Linked DNA regions of Hordeum vulgare: region 2 is linked to region 1. Evidence: chromatin contacts called from public Hi-C data. All regions are on one chromosome and are shown on one strand. Each heading gives the region's core, a stretch centred on a gene start, on an enhancer-like site or on the middle of the called end of the contact. The rest is flanking DNA. Distances are from core to core; before and after follow the strand shown. Region 1 has its middle 160 kb from the start of LOC123443810. Region 2 holds the start of LOC123443810 (leucine-rich repeat extensin-like protein 4).

Region 1 (2,834 bases), core at 51-2,550:
AATAAATTGCTTCATGACTCTTTTCAAAACCCCTTTCCTAAAACTTTCCTTTTCAAGTAGCAATTTGAGGATCATTTGATACTGGTGATCATTTTAAATTCCTTATTTAATTTAATGGAGATATTTTAAAATTTGGCCGTGTTTGTTTAATTTTTACATTCTCGATTTTCTGTTGATTTCAGAACCAATCCTTTTTCCTGAGCTATAAAATTTCTCCTCCAAGTAGATGTTTTTGAAAATTATGTTGGGACTTGAGTGCTTGCATCAAAACACTCCTTTTCTTCTGACAAATTAATTGCAGACCCCTTTTATAGTTATATTCCCAAAGTTTCTCTTATTAAAAAAATGACTTTTAATTTCTTGAAGGACCTCTTTTACACTGCAACCATTTGATGACTTCCTCTAAAAGTTCTACAAAAATTTGTAGGCGACATTTGATGTCTGTGGATCAATTTTATGCAAGAACATAACCAAGTGTTTTGGAAAATTTGAGCTTACCATTTTCTTTTCTATTTTGATCCACTTGGTGTTTTGAACTACAACCATTGGATTTACTCTTTCAAAAATTCAACAAAAATTAGGAGATGTCAAGGGATGCATGTAAATCATCTTTACGCAAAAACCCACCTTTATGTTTTGGTAATTTTGAGCAAACCCTCCTCTTTTTCATTCTGGTCCAGTTTGATGTTTTGTACTCCAACCTCAGTTTTAATTGCTCCAGTGATCTTATGATTTTTACTGCTAGTAGTTCACCCTACCAAAACCTTAAGCCCATGGGTTGAGCCTCATTGGATGATTTTGAATGCATGACATAATAGCCTTAACTTGGTGTCCAGAATTGCTTTTCTCAAAGCATTGCATTGACCAGTTTAACTTTTCGGGAAACTAAACTTGCCAACTTTACTAACACCCAGAGAGACTTTGATCTGGGAATTTGGGTTGGCAGCAAAACCCACTTGAAGCGTCTCGCATTTCATCAAGCACGTGTAGTGCATGGCAAAATCTGGCATGGTTCAAATACTGCACTCGGAAGTTTCTTGCCTAGTCTAACCAGCCTCTCTAGCAGGTTTACAGCAACCCCTAGCCTAACTCTGTGGAGTTTGAGAGGCGTTGGACATAGTTGAAGATGCCTCACAATTTGTCGAGCAGGTGTTGTGCGTGCTCTGGGAGCGCATGTTTTGCACGCGCCACACCCGAAACGCCGCGCCCCTGCCTTTGCCCTTTCGCAAGCCCGTGGAGCCAAGTCGCGCAACACCACCCCTACTGCGCCCTACTGCCGCCCCTGCTCCACCCTGCCGTACCCATGCACTGCCACCACCGGCATAGCCGCTGTGGCCGGCGCCCACTTTTGCAGTGGACCGCGCAGCCCAAGCAGCCCAAACCAGCCAACTCGCCCCCTTGGAGGAGTATCGCTCGTCGTTAGCACGGTATGCCAGCCGACGAGCCCCACGTCACCCTGCTGCAGAAGTACGATGGTCGCCCGACGGTCCTATCCTCTGCTGCCACGGAACTAACCTAAACCGACTATAAACAGGACTCCCCGTGGCTGCAGTGCACGCCATTCCGCTCCCTTGACCCGTAGTAATCATCCCCGAGGAGCAGTTCAGCGGAAGCAGCCATCTCCCCACTCCTCAGGTGTGACACCGGCAGTAGCCCCTCTGTCGAATTCGACGCAACCAGAGCCTCCCTTCCCCCTCTTTCTTCACCGATAGCCCCACCATGGCCCCGTAAAACCATTCCCTTCCCCAAATCTTGCGCGTGCGCCAGGGTATGCAAAGCCCCTTTCATGGCCAAAGCCTCTTCCGCCATTGATGAAGCGCCGCTCAACCTCGAGCTGCCCAGCGCCACCTCCCCCCTCCATATGACGCGACAGCTTCCCGTTAGCTCATGGATGTATTGAGCGTCGAAAAAGGCGTCCTCTACCGCCGGCAATCGTCAAGGGAACTCGCCTTTGTCCCTGACCCGGCGCGCGCGTGAGGAGGACGATGAACCTGGCAGGTGGCCCCCACCTGTTGGTGAAGCAACTTGTACCTATAGTGGCGTAGCCCCGCAGATGCGTTTTTCTTCTGAAGAAAACGTACTTCTGTAAGTACGCGTTTTTTCCAAAAGCCGTATTATTTTTGAAACATTTTCTTTTCTAAATTCTTCTAAAAACAGAATTTGACCAAAGCTTTGACTGACCATATCTTTTTAAATAAAACACCAAATGAATTGATTCTTTTTACTACCTCTCTAAAAATTTCCTCTAGTTTATTTTAGGATTTATTTCAAAAAATCTCAAACACTTTTTATGTGCTGTTTTGGAATAGTGTGTTGAGTGGTATTATTTTCAAAATAGGAACTTGGAGGGAACCAAACTCCTTCAAGATTTTGGGGTGCACACCACCCTCCTTAACTCCAAAGGCAAGCATCTTGAACCCTAATCGGTGCTAAGATGTGTGAATTTTGTTGTGGTGCATCGGAATGCGTGATTTCATTATGTTGATAAAGATTCTCGCACAAAATCATACTTGCATGAGAGCATGTGTTGGATATTTATGTTGTGTAATATATGCGATGCAAATGGTGAGCGGGTGCTACCTCATGCCTCGTATGCTATGTTTGTCTAGACAACCTGGGAGGAAGGTTTGTCGTGGTGAATATGAGACCATGGGGCTGACATCTCGTGGGACGAGACTCGTCAGTGATTGCATGTAGGGGTGTGATGTTGGTTACACTCAGGTATGCCATTCAGCAAAATGGTGCGATACTTACCCTTGCAGGAAATCTTAAACCTCCTAAGTCAACCGTAGATCGAGCCTTGTCAATATGTCACCTTACCTTTTGTGTTGCCA
Region 2 (2,852 bases), core at 2-2,501, 160 kb after region 1:
CCCCGTGTTTCAAGGCTAAAATGGTGGGCTCGCTCAAACGCCTCCAATGACTATAGGTATACTACCACTCCATTACTTAATGTCGTCATGATGAGAAGAAACGAACAAAACAGTCTGAAAAGCAAGGTGTACCACGAGTAATTCGCTTCTGAGCACGGGCTCAGATGCTCCCGCTGACGAAAAAAATAAAAAGAAATGCTAAAAATTTCAAAAAGTTCCATTTTTTTTTGAGTAGTAGACAATTTGATGTGCAAGGTCCGCTCTAAATTTCATATCATTTAGACATTCGAGCATCTCTCAGCAAAAAAGACAAATTGGATCAAAAAAAATTGTAAACAATGAACCTTTTTCATAGACCCAGATTTTGTCTCTTTTGTTGAGAGCGCCTCAGATCCTCAAATGAACTCAAAATTGAAGCGGGCCTCGCGCATCTAATTATCTATCACATCAAAAAATTGGATTTTTTTGAATTTTTTTTGTATTTGTTTTAATTTTTTCTGTCGGCCCGGGTGCAGATGCACCCGAGAGCCAAAACGCCCCACCCGTGTACCACACCACAGCCAAGAAAGAACAATATATGTAGTACTTCCTCCGTTCCTAAATATAAGTCTTTTAAGAGGTTTCACTAAAAGAACTATATACGGATGTATATAGACATGTTTTAGAGTATAGATTCATTCATTTTGTTCCGTATGTAGCCCTCTAGTAAAATCTCTAAAAAGACGTATACTCCCTCCGTCCGGAAATACTTGTCCTAAAGATGAATGTATCTTGACTTATTTTAGTTATACATACATCCATTATATCTATTTTTAGGACAAGTATTTCCAGACGGAGAGAGTATTTAGAAACGGGGGGAGTAGTATAGATGATTAGTACTATCATGATTAGCCGGTCGGCGAAAATCAGAATAATTCGTCTGATGGTTTATTTGCTTGGAAATACTGTTCGTTGGATTATTACGGTGGAGGGAGAAAACAAAGGGCCTGCTAGCTAGGTGTGGATTCCCACTAAGCGCGTCGGCGTTGTCTCGTCGGAGTGGAATGGATGCTCTGCACGTTCATCAAACGACCCGAGGACGTAATGGAAGGCAGCTCCTCTTCCAGCTGCCAGTTGATCCGCTGGAGCGTAGCGTTGGTCCATCACGCGCACACGCAACCAAGACCAACCAAAACCATCCCGCCATCGCAGCCGTCCGGTCCAATCACAAGCGCCATTATTCTATTCCTGCGCCGCGATTCCGCCTCCCCTGCTCCCCCATATGAACCCACCCCCCTCAAACCCATGAACAACCCATCCACACACACAGACACAGCCCGCCGCGGGCTATGCCTATGCGTAGACAGACGGCAATGGCGACGACCACCATGAACATGAAGCCCCTCCTCCTCTTCCTCGCGCTGCTCCTCGTCCCGCACCTCGCCGCAGCCACGCCCAGCCATCAACGCCGGCTGCTCGAGACCCACGGCGCCGACGACGGCAGCGACGTCTTGGTGGACCCGTCCTACGCCTTCGCCAACCCGCGCCTCCGCGACGCCTACGTGGCGCTGCAAGCCTGGAAGCGCGCCATCCTCTCCGACCCGCGCAACCTCACGGGCTCCTGGTCGGGCCCCGACGTCTGCAACTACTACGGCGTCTTCTGCGCGCCGTCCCAGGCGGACCACTACCTCACCGTCGTCGCCGCCGTCGACCTCAACCACGCCGACCTCGCCGGCCACCTCCCGGAGGCGCTCGGCAGGCTCGCCGACCTCTCCGTCTTCCACGTCAACTCCAACCGCTTCTGCGGCCTCGTCCCGTCCTCATTCCACACCATGCACCTCCTCCACGAGCTCGATCTCAGCAACAACCGCCTCGTCGGCGCCTTCCCCGACGTCGTGCTCCGCCTGCCCAGCCTCAGGTACCTCGACCTCCGCTACAACGAGTTCGAGGGCCCCGTGCCAAGCGAGCTCTTCGACCGCCCGCTCGACGCCATCTTCATCAACTCCAACCGCTTCCGCTTCCAGATCCCCGACAACGTCGGCAACTCGCCGGCCTCCGTCCTCGTGCTCGCCAACAACGACTTCGGCGGCTGCCTCCCGGCCTCTGTCGCCAACATGTCCCACACGCTTAATGAGATCATACTCATCAACACCGGCCTCAAGTCCTGCGTTCCCCCGGAGCTAGGCATGCTCACCGCCCTCACCGTGCTCGACGTCAGCCACAACCAGCTCATGGGAGCCATCCCCGCCGAGCTCGCCAACCTCCACAGCATCGAGCAGCTCGACCTTGGTCACAACCGCCTCACCGGCAACGTGCCGGAGGGGATCTGCCACCTGCCGCATCTCCACAACTTCACCTACTCCTACAACTACATCACCGGCGAGCCGCCGGTGTGCATGCACGTCAAGGCATTGGACGATCGCCGAAACTGCATCCCGAACCGCCCTGACCAGAGGTCAATCGAGCAGTGTCAATTCTTCAACAGCAACCATGTCAACTGCGACGCCTTCAGGTGCAAGAAGTTCGTGTTGCCGTCGCCGCCACCTCCTCCGCCATCCCCATCCCCATCTCCACCGCCACCTTCACCACCGCCGCCATCGCCTCCTCCACCAACCCCGTCTCCTCCACCACCTTCACCTCCGCCCCCGTCCCCATTACCCCCACCTCCGTACTACGAGGTCTCACCTGAGGAAAGGTACCTCTCGCCGCCACCTCCAGCGTACCAAGAGCCGACAACGCCTCCCCACTACGAGGTGCCAGCTCCCTACTACGAGGTGTCACCGGAGGACCGGTACCACTCACCGCCACCCCCGGCTTACCAAGAGTCTCCACCTCCACCCCACTACGAGGTGTCGCCGGAGGACCGGTACCAG

What was found. A called contact is a pair of places that touch in the nucleus more often than the background predicts.
Region 2: a Hi-C map of leaf shows a contact between it and region 1, with 2.9 times the contacts expected there. The contact joins the promoter of LOC123443810 here to the enhancer-like site in region 1. A contact is called at or near these places in 1 of 6 Hi-C or Micro-C datasets (leaf) and 1 of 1 datasets of contacts at active chromatin or transcription factors (embryo).

What each region holds. Positions count from the first base shown.
Region 1 is chr3H:342,911,936-342,914,769 of MorexV3_pseudomolecules_assembly, forward strand. No RefSeq gene overlaps it. Among protein-coding and RNA genes, the nearest start is that of LOC123443810, 160 kb to the right of the region's middle. Within about 2 kb of position 1,301, at least 3 of the 3 cell types and tissues checked have open chromatin away from gene starts, as enhancers often do. A contact at or near this core is called in leaf, where this site is marked.
Region 2 is chr3H:343,072,370-343,075,221 of MorexV3_pseudomolecules_assembly, forward strand. It overlaps LOC123443810 (leucine-rich repeat extensin-like protein 4), which reads left to right and starts at 1,252. Exons shown (of 1, transcript XM_045120343.1): 1 at 1,252-2,852. The coding sequence starts at 1,329.